Regions from separate parts of the Canis lupus genome. Here region 1 is linked to region 2. A link is a contact called in public Hi-C data. All regions are on one chromosome and are shown on one strand. Each heading gives the region's core, a stretch centred on a gene start, on an enhancer-like site or on the middle of the called end of the contact. The rest is flanking DNA. Distances are from core to core; before and after follow the strand shown.

The links. A called contact is a pair of places that touch in the nucleus more often than the background predicts.
Region 1: a contact with region 2 is called in a Hi-C map of skin fibroblasts, with 2.2 times the contacts expected there. The contact joins two enhancer-like sites. A contact is called at or near these places in 5 of 9 Hi-C or Micro-C datasets (blood, liver and skin fibroblasts).

What each region holds. Positions count from the first base shown.
Region 1 is chr25:29,384,134-29,391,494 of UU_Cfam_GSD_1.0, forward strand. It overlaps ZNF395 (zinc finger protein 395), which reads left to right. Exons shown (of 10, transcript XM_038573723.1): 6 at 1-51; 7 at 807-1,086; 8 at 2,438-2,530; 9 at 3,263-3,366; 10 at 3,682-7,193. The coding sequence ends at 3,793. Among named protein-coding and RNA genes, the nearest start is that of PNOC, 28 kb to the right of the region's middle. Within about 2 kb of position 2,493, at least 4 of the 20 cell types and tissues checked have an H3K27ac peak or open chromatin away from gene starts, as enhancers often do.
Region 2 is chr25:29,317,656-29,324,803 of UU_Cfam_GSD_1.0, forward strand. No RefSeq gene overlaps it. Among named protein-coding and RNA genes, the nearest start is that of ZNF395, 23 kb to the right of the region's middle. Within about 2 kb of position 4,871, at least 12 of the 20 cell types and tissues checked have an H3K27ac peak or open chromatin away from gene starts, as enhancers often do.

The DNA of each region.
Region 1 (7,361 bases), core at 1,243-3,742, 64 kb after region 2:
TCTGCGCTCCATTGTGGGCATCAAACGACACGTCAAAGCCCTCCACCTGGGGTAGGTATGGAGCCCAGGGCCCATTTACGTGGGGACCCACTCAGGTGTTCCTCCACTGTGCCAATTCCCCATGACCTACAGCCAAGAATGGCTCCAAGAAAATGACTTGCTGAGAAGACCACCTGGTGCCTATCCCTGGCCCCTGTGTTTGGCAAAATAGCCTGTTGGAAAGAGATCTTTGCTGGGAAGGAAGGGCCCTCCTCTCATGGTGAATGTTGATGCTATTCATGGGAAGGGAGCCCTGTCCATCTGTGGACTTGTCTTCCTGCCTCACTGTAGCAAGATGTTTTAATTCTGTGTAGAAATTGGGTGATTTGGTGAGACCTCATTGTGGGTTCTGCACCCCCTTCCCCTCAGGGAGCTGGGGCTGCATCAGCTCTGACTTCCCGGAGCCAGGGCTGCTTCTGGCAGTGGAAACTGACTCACAGCCCTTTCCCTTAAGGAGAGGTTGTGACCACAGTATGTGGGGCTCAGAGGGGACCCGTTGCAGAGTCAGATGACTATTGCAGGAGGAGAGGTGTGCACACATCCCTTGAGAGGAGGAACCTTAGGTATGAGGAAAAACAGTTCCCACTAATGTGTAAGCACATCATCCTTTGCATCAGCAGTGAGACCTTTGAGGGTTCTCTTGGTCTCCTTCCCTGCCTTGGCTGGGTTGGCCTGAGCCATCACTCTTCCCTCTTGTGCCACAGTGTCCCTGTGTTTGACCTGAGACAACTTGTCCCTGACCATCACCACATCTCCCTCCCTCACAGAGACACTGTGGACTCTGACCAGTTCAAGCGGGAGGAGGATTTCTACTACACAGAGGTGCAGATGAAGGAGGAAGCCGCTGCTGCTGGCACCCCTGCAGCTGACCCAGCACCCACCCCCGGCATGACCAGCCCTCCTCTTGCTCTCCTTCCACCACCTCCTCCCAAAACCCAGTCCTCAGGCCCAGAACACCCTGGCCTGGAGTCTTACCTGCCGTCTGGTGCTCTCAGCAAGTCAGCTCCTGGCTCCTTCTGGCACATTCAGGCCGACCATGCGTACCAGGTATGGGACTGGTGGACATTGGGAGCTCAGCCTTGTGGCCATGAGGATGTTTGGTGTCTGACCTGTCACTGGTCAGCCTGATCGAAGGCTGAGGCCTTTGGCTAGATTGCTAATTGCTAACTTCTACAAAGAAGAAAAGAAAAATGACTTCATGGTCAATAAATGTGGGAATTCCATAGTTCTCCATCGGTGGCTGTCATGAGTAGTTACTAGAAATCTGGTTGAATCCGAGTGACCTGGTCGATGGATTTGGACTGGGGAATTGTTATATCCCTGGTTATACCAGGGGATGGAGTTGTGGATTCGGGCTTCCCACGGTAAATCCCTACCTCCTAAAATTGTGTGACGTTAACAAATAACCCGGCACCCATGTTTTTGAGCACCTACTATGTGTCAAGCATTCAGCTAAGCTTTTCAAATAGAGTAAGAAATAGTCGCTGAAGGTGTGAAGTGCATGGTTTAGCGGGAGAGAGAAATGAATATGTAAGTCTGATTAATTATAATAAGTAGTCAAAATGCCTTTTGAGAGGCAGGAGAAATTGTTGTGGGTACAGGAAGAACCAAGCTATCATGCCCGTGTGGCTGGGCAAGTTATCGTAGAGGGGGTGACACATAAGCTGATCTTTACCACACATAAGTACTCAGTGAATGCACAACTTGCTCTGTGCCATTTTTTAAAAACATCCTTTTAGGCTTACAGCTTGGTTTTATCAGACTCCAGCCTGGCTTACAAGTCAGTAATTAAAAAGCAGTGCTTTCAATCAGAAAGACTTTACAAAATGAGCCAGCTCTCCTTAGAATGAGTGGCTGCTTGGCTAGTTCATGTTTGGCCAACTTCAGGGGGCCCTTTGGGCTGCTGGCTGACCCTCAAGCGGGGCCCTAGAGAGGGCAATTGGTGTTTTTACAAACAGACCTAAACCCGAACATCTAGGAGAGTGTTGCCTCCTTCCAAGTGGTTGCCTGGGGACACCATATACTTAGTATAGCAATACCACCTGTGCTTAGAAGGGTTTTGGACTTCTTTGGGGGCACTGCCTTTAGCATGTTCTTGGAAGGTGAGCCAACTGATGCTAATCCACAGTGATGATTCAGTCGTGAGGCTGGCACAGAGACCAGCTCTGAGAGAAGGGATCCAAAAAAGGATTGGAGCCTGGGACTAAGGAGTAACTTGAAGACTTGGGCTTGCTGGTGTCTCCCCCAGGCAGAGTGTTTGGGTGCATCCCACTATTGTCTGCTTGGAGGCCCATACTCTGCTGTGGTATGAGTACCTAGAAGTTCTAGGGAGCATGGGTAGACTTGCACACTGCTCGAACAAGTGGGCCTGAGGCCGACCTGCTCTTGTCTTTGGCAGGCCCTGCCGTCCTTTCAGATCCCCGTGTCGCCACACATCTACACCAGTATTAGCTGGGCTGCCGCCCCCTCCACGGCCTCCTCCCTCTCTCCGGTGAGTTTGTCTGTCTCTGAGCCCCTGGGCACCTCTGGTGGGCCCAGAGCCAGCCCAAGGCTCTTCTGTATGTTACTGGTGCTGGAGGCCATCCCCCCCAAGCCCCTGTACTTGTTTCCAGTCCCCAGACTTCTAGATGGCCTACATGCACTCTTCCCCTTGCCTGGCACTCCCTAATGGTCACAGCCCCTCTCAGGAGCAGGTGTGTGAGAAGGAGCATCCAGATCAGGCAAGTTTGCTGCCAGGGAAGTCACTGGGCAAGTGTGGGGTCGGTGCCCTGCTGAGTCCTGAGTTATCTGTGGGTGCTTGTTAAGGTTCCAGTGTGCAGAGGAGAAAAAGGGAGAGAAGAAGGGAAGGTGGAGAGGATGAGGGTAGGCAAGACACATGATGGGAGCTTGTGAGGGTGTTGCTTACCTCTGAACTAAAATCAATCTGAAATCCTTTTGAGCCACTCACAGTGGGTCCTGGCCTTAAATATCTCCTATGGGAAGGTGTCACATGTTGTCAAGTCTGAGTGCTTGCAGAAGCCACTGAGGCAGCACAGCCCCTCCTTTGTTCTACCTGCAGTGATTCCACTTAAACCTACAGGTGGCCAGGTTAAGAGGCTCCCCTGCCAGAGGCACCTGCTTTAGGCACGGAAGTGTGCCTTAAAGGCCTGCCCTCACTCTGCAACCTTTCACTACTGTCCTGGTGTCCCCGGCCTGTGCTGATGGCCCCTCTCTCTGTGCCCAGGTCCGGAGCCGGTCGCTAAGCTTCAGCGAGCCCCAGCAGCCACCGCCTGCAATGAAATCTCACCTGATTGTTACTTCTCCACCTCGGGCCCAGAGCAGTGCCAGGTGAGACCGTTTGCTCCTGTGGCCTCCCCTCTGGCCTCTGTCCCCACCATGTCCACTCTAGGTGTCAACTATAGCCCAGCGAGCCTAGTCTCCAGGGTTAGTTCCCTGGTTGGGGGGTGGAAGAGGCAGCTGGGGACATGCTGGATGCAGGGGGACGGTGGTGGTAGTGGGGTGTGGAGGGGACTTTGCTCCTTTGGCCCATTGGCTCCCACCTTTTCAGCCTTGCTGGTTTGCTCAGCCTCATGCCAGGCTGTGCTGTGCTCCACGTCTTAACTACCAGTGCACGTCTGTACCCTCATTCTTCCTTTTTGACAGGAAAGCCCGTGGGGAGGCTAAGAAGTGCCGTAAAGTGTATGGCATCGAGCACCGGGACCAGTGGTGTACAGCCTGCCGCTGGAAGAAGGCCTGCCAGCGCTTCCTGGACTGAACCTGTCCCACCGGCTCCTCCTCTTTGCTCCCTGCCCTGACTGGCAGCCAGATGACAAAAGACAGATGTGTCACAAGCCCTCAGCAGAAACCTAAAACATAGAGTGGACATGGGGAGTTTGGGCTCTATTGGCTAAGGTTCAATACTTAACACATTTCCCCCTCCCTTTGGGGAACAGTTTAGTTTTTAAAAGAAGAAAGGAAAATATCCCCCCTCCCCCAGAATAGGAGAGAGAGCCAAAACTGACCAAGGGTAGTCTGCAGTGAACCAGAGACCAAAGAATTAATTACCCTCCCTTTCCTGAGTCTCTCTCTAGGGGATTAGTTTGCATGTTTCAAAAGACGGAACAGCTCATTCTGTTTCCTGCTGAGTTGGTGAATTCTTTGCTTTCTCAACTCTTCCAGAAGGGACGGTGAGCAAGATGAATTTACTTTTCTTAAAAAAAAAAAAAAAAAAAAAGAAGTTTCTGGCTGATGAGTCCGAGAGCAGGACCTGCTGTGGATAGGGTGGGAGGAGTGGGGAATCTGTGCACTTTTTAAGGTACAGCCGGCCCCTCTTCTCCACCCGCATCCAGGAGAAGGGAGAGCCTGTTCTCACCGAGCAGCTTCCATGGAAGTAAAAGGAAAACCCTTTCTTGATGACAACGATTTGAATCTGGGGTCACTCAGCTGTTGGGTTACATCCCAACAAATTTGTATGGCTTCTTCTCAAAGCCCAGACTAGTAGGTTTTTAAAGATTGTCCCCCAAATAGCTGAGCCAAAAGGCTATATGAATTCACTTTTTGAAAAATGTGGCAATTAAACACTACCTTGATCGTTCTCCCGTCTTTCCTTGAGGAAAAGCTGGAGGGTTTTAGTGTCTGTGAAAGCCCTCTGCTGTTACCTGAGTAAACTCCCTCTTGATGTTCCTCCCTCCAGTTATGGACAGGACACCTCTAAAACACTTTGTGTTCTTTTCCACTGTATTCAGAAGCCTTTTATCTGATTCCGGCTCCCTTCCACTTGAGTGAGAGGCCCTCCCTCCTTCGTCACACTCTGCACAGGTTCCTCGGTCTCTGGTTTTACCAGGGATTTTCTCATACTTTCCTGAGGCTGCAGTTAGGGCTGGTGTGGGGGGATGGAGGGAGGAAAGAAGAGACAGAAAAGTAAGTGGCAGCTTGCCCCCACTATGGAGAGGGAGTTGGCAGGTTCCAGATTGTTCTGTTGGCTCAGAGGGTCCGAGAGAATCCAATCTTCCTGAGGTGACGGGTAGGACAGGAGTCTTCCATCAGTGTCAGCGGCCTCTGGATTTTTATCCATGTTGGTCCAGTCCCTGTGGTGGGAAGGTCAGTTTGAGGCCGAGACCTGCTGGACACCCATTTCTTCCCTGCAGGTAGGAGGGGGACGGTAAAAGAGTGGAGGAGGAACTCCTGCGGGGGGGAGTTGGATGAGCAGCTCCTGGTGCTTTTTTAGCCTTTGCTGTTTCTGGAGCCCTCAGGAATGGAGGGGAGCCTGGATGGCACTGTTTGTGGAGTAAATAAGCAAAGCTATTTTTGTTGACAAGAAGGGAGATGTGGGTGGGGAGTTTAGAACCCTGCCCATCTGTGCTTAATTGAGACCAGATGAGCTGAGGAGCAGGACACATTTTGTTTTAGCCCTATGTGTGTGTCTGGGAGTTCCTCAGGCCTGCATGAATGTGGCCCCCTGCTGCTCACCTGCCTTGGGTACCGGCACTGCACCTACACGCCAGAGGTCAGGGGTTCAGGAATGTCACCAAGTCCATCCCCTGGCTGTAACTGAGGTTGTCCTCTTACTCCCAGGTGAAAATCCCTGGCTGTCGAGGCTCCTTTGGCCACTTCACGTGGGAGCCGCACAGACGCTTGTCAATCTGGGACACACTGAGTGTGAGAAAACCCGCTGACCTTAGAGATGTGATGTTGCAAAGGGTGATAGTGACCCAGGTTTGGTGATGGAGGGAAAGACACCCATGTATGGGTGTCTGTGGTGGTGATGGGGTATATTTTTATAACTTAGTAAAAAAAAAAAAAATAAGAAAGAAAAAGTATGTGGAATCTGTCCCTAAAGCTCAAAACCAGGCCAGCAAGAGGTGGCCCGGGGTCCTCCTTCCTGTCCCTTCCACCTCTGAGAGAATTAAAAGCTGACAGCAGGTGGTTGCTTGTTGTCTATCTTCAGCTCTTACCAGCGAGGGGAGGGAGCTTTTGAGACGTGAGGACTCTGCCTAGCAGCGTCTTCCCTTCCCTTCTTAATCACAGCTCTGGCTGAGTCTCGTCATTAGAAAAGCTATTTTCATTTTTCCCTCAGTTTGGTCTGTGTAGATATAGCTGGCTATCAAGATTTCCTCTAAGTGAGGTAGGCTTCTCATGTCGTTGGTACCCAGGGCAGAAGAGGCAGAGAGAAAGAAGAAAGGGATGAAACAGTTTAAAAACTGAGGTGGTTTTTTTTTTTTTTTTAATGTTTTATTTTGGTGCAGCTTTCCCTGTCTGTATCTGTTCCTCTCTCCTTATAGGTGGTGGTGGCGGTGGCGGCCTCCGCTCCCATCTTGTGGCTGTTGTGTTGGTTCTTGACATGTGGTCTGTCCGTGGGGTTGCCCCATTTGTTTCTTCTTGGAGGGTGGGGGTGGCTTGTGAACTGATCAGCGATTATGCCTGTTTCCTGCATCTCCGCATCTCTCCCTACTTCCCAGCCCACCTGGGCAGCAGAATCTGACAGGAGGGCAGGTGCCACAGCTGTGCACTGGAAACTAACAGGACCGATTTTCAAAAGAAATGATTTGGGGAAACCATTTATTCCAGGGATGTTACCCCTATTCAAAGTTTTTCTTGGGGTTGCCTCTGGAGTCTGTGGTGCCTGCTTCGGACAGCCTTAATGATTCTCAATCTGCACCCATGCTCATTCAGTGCAGAGTCCAGTGAATGATGTCTGTGGTCAAGTGAGATCACAGGGGCAAAGCTCATGGACCGACTAGTGAGGGAAATAGCTGGATTTAATTATGTGGCTTTTAAGCTGGCTGTGAAAGCAATTTTGTAATTTCAGAGAGCATTCTGAGTGATACCAACTTTCTGATATAAGCCTATAGCTTGACTCCTTGGAGGACAGCATTGATTTGGATGTGAGAAACTCATTTGTTTGAAGAAATCTGTCCTGTTACTTTCTGGTCCTCCCAGGTTCTGACTTTACCAGGGCCAAAAATTTAAAAAAAAAAAAAAAAAAAAAAAGGAAAGAGAGAAGAGGGAGATAAATCCCATCTGTGAATTTGTCTTATTGGCGCCTTTTCCCCCCAGCTGTCTTCCAAGTATTATTTTTACTGTTAAAAAAATTTTTTTAAAAATGTGAAATGTAATGTTTTTACAGCGACAATATGAAATATATTTTATAAGGAATAAAATGGTACATTGTCTGATTTCATGTGTGCCTGTCCCTCTACTCCCTCCCCCTCTACAGAGGCTAAGATTACTGTTGTTCTTGGTGGTAAACACATGATGGCATTTGGGCAAAGCCTACGCGCATTCATTAGCTTGTAATAATAGGGACCATTAGGAGCCAGGCCAAGTGCTTACCTGAATAACCC
Region 2 (7,148 bases), core at 3,621-6,120:
AAAAAGACAAGCTATAACAAGTGCTGGCAATATGTGGAGAAAAGGGAATCCTTGTGCACTGTTGGTGGGAATGCAAACTGGTGCAAGCGCTAAGGAAAAAGTGTGGAGGCTCCTCAGAAAATTGAAAATAGAACTACCCTATGATCCAGGAATCCCACATCTGGGTATTTATTGAAGGAAAACGAAACAGGATATGGAAGAGACATCTGCATGTTAGTTGCAGCATTATTCACAATAGTCAAGATAAGAATACAAACAAAGTGTCCATCAACAGATGAATGGATAAAGAAGATATTATTGAGCCATAAGAAAGAAAGAAATTCTGACCTTTGTGACCATGTGGATAGAACTTGAAGTCCTTATACTAAATGAGATAAGGAAAACAAAGACAAATGCTGCATGGTATCACTTTATATGTGGAATCTTAAAAACAAACAAACAAAAAACAACCACCAAAGTCAGACTCATAGAAACAGAGAGTAGAAAAGTGGTTGCCGGGGGCTGGGAGGTAGGGGAGTTAGGGAGAGATTGGTAAAAAAAAAGATGCAAACTTTCAGCAGTAAGATGAAAAAGGTCTGAGAATCTAATATGAAACATTTTGATTATACTTGATAACACTGTCTTGTATACTGAAATTTGCTAAGAGAATAGAACTTAAAATGTTCTTACAGGAACAAATCAAAACCTGTGCATTTTATAAAGGTTGCCAGGTGTTTCTTAAATTTCTTAGGCCCTTCGATGTTTGAAGAACACTGCTGCATACCATTCTGTTCTTTCTCATGAAATCTCCACATAACATAGTGAGTTAGGAGAGATAGTCACGATTATAGGAGTTTTCACCAAGTAGAGAGTTGATTTGGTCCTTTAAGGCTGTGTGGGGTTAGTTGGACAGGCGGGAGCCAGGACAGAGTTCCAAGGAGATGGAATGGTCTGTGCAAAGCAAAAGCTAAAAATAAGGGACGCCTGGGTGGTTCAGTGGTTGAGCATCTGTCTTCAGTTCAAGGAGAGATCCCAGAGTTCCGGGATCAAGTCCCACATCTGGCCCCTACAGGGAGCCTGCTTCTCCGTCTGCCTATGTCTCTACCTCTCTCTCTCTATGTCTCTCATGAATGAATAAATAAATAAACCTTAAAAAAAATAAAAAGCAAAAGCAAACAGAGATTAGACAACTTTGAAGTCAAGAATTCGTGCAGGGGAGTAGTAGTGATACATCAAGGTATTTAATTGGGAGTGCAATGTTTTCTCTAAATCATTCATGATGAAACTAATATATTTTATTTTGTCCTAAAAAAGAAACACATTTTTTAAGAAAAGAAATGACTATACAATTGACATGCGTTATAAAAATCACAACTACTGGGAAGCTTGGGTGGCTCAGCGGTTGAGCATCTGTCTTCGGCTCCGGGTATGATTCCATGCTCCCGGATTGAGTCCCACATCAGGCTCCCTGCATGGAGCCTGCTTCTCCCTCTGCCTGTGTCTCTGCCTCTCTCTCTGTCTCTCATGAATAAATAAATAAAATCTTTAAAAAAAAAAAATCACAGCTACTAACACATGTGGCCATGAGAAAACCAAGCTGTTGGAGTAAATACGATCTGTTGTTGTTAAATCTGTGTTATTATTTGCTGCTTTTTCATTCAGTTTGTCATCTGCTAATGCTAGCAGATGAAAGTTGGGATCCCTACCACTATGGGAAAACAGTATAGGGGTAAAAAACCTTACAAGTTGAGGAAGTCTTGTCTATTACATTTTCTTTTCTCTGTGGATTGGGCAAAGGCCATGGTTATTTGATATGAGGGCAGACCACCTTGGTGCAGCTCCCAGAACAGTCTTCCCAGGGAGTATGGATTAAGCCCCTCTGTGCATCATGGGAAGCAAAGTCCCAAAAGGATAAATGTGTGCTTTTAGGCAGATTACTCTGGTAACTGTATACAGGATGGGTTATTGAAGGGAATGACCAAAGACAGGAAGACCAGTTAGAAAATTACAGCAGCAAGCAGCAGTAATCCAGGTTTGAGATGGAGTGATAGGACTTTAAGTTTACCTGGTACTTTGTTATACAAATTCTTTTCACAAACACTCCTTAAATGATTATGTGAGGCAGGAAGTATCATTTAAAAAAAAACAAACAACCTGAAAGTTTAATTTTAAAAGGTGTCTATGTGAGAAATACTAAAAATAATAATGATAACTGGCAGGACTTAAAGAGTGGTAGAGTCATGGGAAAGGAGTTGGGAGGTGGAGAGGAATCAAAGCTGATCCCAAAGTTTTTAAACTTAGACAAATCGGAGAATGTTATTAACAGATGCCTAGGGGAAAAGCAAAATTGGAGGGAGGTAAATTTTCTCTTTTTCTTCTGCACTCATGTCAAACTTTTTTAAAAAAGATTTATTTCTATAAGTAATCTCTACACCCAGTGCGGGGTTTGAATCCATGACTTCTGAGATCAAGAGTCCAATGCTCCCCTGACTGAGCCACCCAGGTGCCTCGCAGTAAGTTCAAACTTTGAGAAAAGTTAATTAAAAAAATAGTGCAAAATAGGGATCCCTGGGTGGCGCAGCGGTTTGGTGCCTGCCTTTGGCCCGGGGTCGATCCTGGAGACCCGGGATCGAATCCCACGTCAGGCTCCCGGTGCATGGAGCCTGCTTGTGTCTCTGCCTCTCTGCCTCTCTCTCTCTGTGTGTGTGTGACTATCATGAATAAATAAATAAATAAATAAATAAATAAGTGCAAAATAAACATTATAGTCCCTTTGCCTGTCATCTCAATAATGTCCTTTATACCAAAAGGATCCAACATAGGATCATGGATTGCACCCAACTGTCATGTCTTTCAAATCTCCTTCATTCTACAGAAATTCCTCGATTTTACTTTCATGGCCTTTTTTTTTTTTTTTTTACAGACCCTTTTGTAGGCTGTCCCTTGGTTTGGGTTTGTCCAGTGTTTCCTCATGATTAGACCAGGTTATGCATCTTTGACTGGAATACCACAGAAATGACTGCAAGCTCACTGTGTCATCAGATGGCACACTGTACTGATTTTTTTTTTAAAGGATTGTATTTATTTATTCAGAGAAACAGAGAGAGGCAGAGACATAGGCAGAAGGAGAAGCAGGCTTTCCATGGGGAGCCGGATGCAGGACTCCACCCCAGGATGCCCTGAGCCAACGGCAGATGCTCAACCACTGAGCCACCCAGGTGCCCCACACAGTACTGATTTATGTCATCGCTTGTGATGTTGACTTTCATGACTTAAGACGGTACCTGACAGGTTTTTCTATGGTAAAGTTACTCATCTCCCTGCCTGATTACTAAACTATTTCATGAGGAGATGCTTTGAAAGGTGGTGGCAAGACTGGCTTCATGGCACGACCACCTGTGAAGCTGCGTTGGGTCTTGCACTTAGAAGGGTCCCAGGCTTGGTTTATTTTATTTTATTTTTTGCTCAGTTCCCACAAAGAAGGAAAGAAGGAAGGAAGGGAAGGGCAAAGAAGCATATATTCAATTCTTGACTTGTTACTTTGGGGTTGCCAGGACACCTGAGAATTAGGAAAGTGAGACTAGGGCTTGGGAGGAAATCTGGGCTTCAGAGAAAGCCTGGAACTTTCCAAACACAAAAGACAATCTCTCCAGGGGCATTAGAAAGAATGAGGACGTAAGCTTTGGAACACACACAGTTGCAGAATGGGAGAAAGGGAAGCCGGCAAGGCCTTGGAGGAATGAATGCACTAGAGAGTGAGGGAAACGCAATAGTGACCCATTACAGAAACCAAAGGAAACGGGGATTTTATAGGGACAAGACCAGCCAGCTGTGTGAAAGCTGTGAAGAAGTTAAAGGAGATGGCTGACCAAGAGGAAAGATCCCCGGTTCTAATAACTAGCCACAAGGAAGAGACTATGACTATTCGTGTGTCCTTTTAACAGGGGACATTGGTGGAGGTAGGTTAGGGCATAGGCTTGAGGATAGAGATGTGCTGGCAAGGCCAGCTTCCTGGGTGCCATCACTCACAGGCTCCTGCGCTTAAGGGCCCCTGGCTTGGTTTAATGTTCTTGAAGTTCTTAACATTTTTTAAAAATATTTTATTTATTTATTCATGAGAGACACGGAGAGAGAGAGAGAGAGAGAGAGAGAGGCAGAGACACAGGAGGAGGGAGAAGCAGGCTCCACGCAGGGAGCCCGACGGGACCCGATCCCTGGACTCCAGGATCACACGCGGGACGGACGGCAGGCTCCAAACCGCTGAGCCCCCCGCGGGAGTCCTGCGGGTTCATCTTGCCCTGTAGCCTCTGCCAATTGCGTAGCTGGTTCAGGTTGAGGGAGCAGGCGTAAACTCTTTTCTCCGTGGGGAACATCTGGGGAGGACAGGGAGAGGGGCAGTGTGTCGTGCACGTGTGCCGGCGGAGGGCGGGGACGGCGGCGAGGACCCGGGGCCGCTGCGGGGAGCGTGCGGGTCCAGAAGTGGAGACCGAGGGGTTCAAGGCCCGTGGCGCGTCGGACGCAGCACGGGAGCGGCGGGGAGCCGGGGCAAAGCGGCCCAGGCGAGGAAGGCGCGCCCACGGCGAGGCCCAGGCGAGCGCGCACCCCCGGCGGCCCCGAGGCCGCCCCGCAGCGGCGCCCACGCGCGCGCCCGGCTCGGGAGCCCTCGGACCCGCCGGCCGGAGCGACTGCGGGACAAAGGGGCCGAGCGCGGCCGCCCCCGCCCCCTCCCCCTCCTCCGCCCGCGCCCTCGGCGGGGCCCGGGCCTGGGGCCCGCCGCGCTCCCCGCGCTCCCCGCCCTCCCCGCCCGCCGGCCGCGCGCCCGGGGTGGCGCAGGGAGGCCTCCGTGGGCCCGGGCACGTCCGCGCCGCCGCCCTCGGGCCTCGCGCGCCGGGAGGCTGAGCTGGCGGGGAGGGGCCTGGCTCTGCCTCCCCGGCCCGGGCGCCTCCGCCGGCCGCCACCCCAGGGCGAGGCGCCCCCGGGAGGGACGGGGCTGGGGCGGCGCGTGGCCGGCGGGCGGGGCGGGCGGGGCGCGCGGGGCGTGGGTGCAGCTCGCCGCGGACTCGCAGACACCCCACGAGCCGGGCCGCCTGGCCTCGGCCTCTCCAACCTTCCTGCCCCGGCCCCGCTCCTCCGCGGGGACCCTCCAAACTTCTTCTTCTTTTAAGATTTTATTTATTTATTCATGAAAAACCCAGAGAGAGAGAGAGAGAGGCAGAGACCTGGGCAGGGGGAGAAGCAGGCTCCCTGCGGGGGAGGGGGAGGACTCGATCCCAGGACCCCAGGATCAGGCCCTGAGCCACCGGGCTGGGACCGCCCTCAAACCTTTCAAGAGGGGTCTTGGAGGAAATCAACCTGCAGAGAATTGGGAAGGAAACTGGGGAGATTTGAGGTCAGTTTCAACCTCCCTCCGCCACCATCGAATCAAAGCAGTATGTGCTTACTGTGTAAACTGTGGCAAAGACAGAAAAGTGTAAGTAATTAGACCAATTTTTTTTTTTTTTTAAAAAGCACCCACAATTTCACTACTCACAAGCAAAGGCGTACATATTGGGATACTTCTTCACATGTTGCTATGGATATATATTTTTACAGAATTGCGAATTCTGTGCAAATTATTGAGTGTTTTTTTTTTCTTCATATAAACATTTCTCATTTCCTTGAGCACATCGAGGTTTTTTTTTGTTTTGTTTTGTTTTTTTTTTTGGTTATAGTTCTATACAAACATTGTATAGCTGTACCATTTTGTACCAAAATGTTGTAACCATTTTCAGTTTTTAAAGGTCCAAAGGATGCAAATATTTTAAAAATTCTTTATTCTTCATATTAAATTGTTCTCTACAGTGTCTGTACTAATCTATATTTCCAGTCTCACTGAATGAATGGCCACTCTTACTATACCTATCATTATGAATCAGAGAATGACATCAGGCCTTGAATAGGTATCCCCATCTGTCCTTCTGAGCACACCTCTGCTCTACCTTCCTCCTTACATTAAAAATGTAAAGAAAAATTCAGAGCCTTTGGGATTCAGACATTCAAACTATTGGAAACGTTGGCCACTTTTTCAGTTTCCCCATCATTTTCTATTCCCCTAAAGCTGATCAACAATATCACCCAATCAGTGTCTTAGAAATGGAAGAGGAATAAGTTAGAAATCTCTTTTCCAGGGAGGATGCCTTGGGTGGCTCAGTGGTTGAGCATCTGCCTTTGGCTCACGGTGTGATCCTGGGGTTCCGGGATTGATTCCCACATCAAGGTCCTTTCAGGGAGCCCGCTTCTCCCTCTGTCTATGTCTCTGCCTCTCTCCGTGTCTCTCATGAATAAATAAATCTGAAAGAAAGAAAGAGAGAGAGAAAAAGAAAGAAATCTCTCTTCCAGAACCCTGGCCTCCCCTGCCTCTAGATGAGGCTCCTTCAGCATGTTTCCTCAGGAGCCTCAGCTGGCCAATAGATGTGGTGGCTCCCATGGAGTCAGGTCAATAAGTCAAGGTTGAGGTGTTAAATAATTATTGTTATTAGTGAATCCCCTGGAGGGGTGCCTGTGTGGCTCAGTCTGTTAAGCTTCTGACTTTTTTAAAGATTTTATTCATGAGAGACACAGAGAGAAGCAGAGACACAGGCAGAGGGAGAAGCAGATTCCCCAGGGGGACCTCCATCTGGGACTCGATCCTAGGACCCCAGGATCACAACCTGAGCTGAAGGCAGATGCTCAACTGCTGAGCCACCCAGGTGCCCAATCTTCTGACTCTTGATTTCAACTTGGGTCATGATCTTAGGGTCATGAGATCAAGTCCTGTGTCAGGCTGCATGCTGGGTGTGGAGCCTGCTTAAGATTCTCTCTCCTTCTGCCTCTCTCTCTAAAAAAAGAAAAAAGAAAGAAAGGAAAAAAGAAAAGATCCCCTGGAGAAACAACCTAACTGTCCATCAAGAATAATTCAGGAAGAAGGTGTGGTATATGTGCATATATACACACACATACATACACACCATGGAATATTATTTAGTCATGTGAAGGAAGGAAATCCTGGCATTTGCAATAAGAAATCCTGCCATTTGCAATAACGGATGAACCTTGCGGACATTAAACTAAGTGAGGTAAATCAGACAGAGAAAGACAAATATTACATGGTATCATTTACATATGGAATCTAAGAAAAGCTAAACTCATTC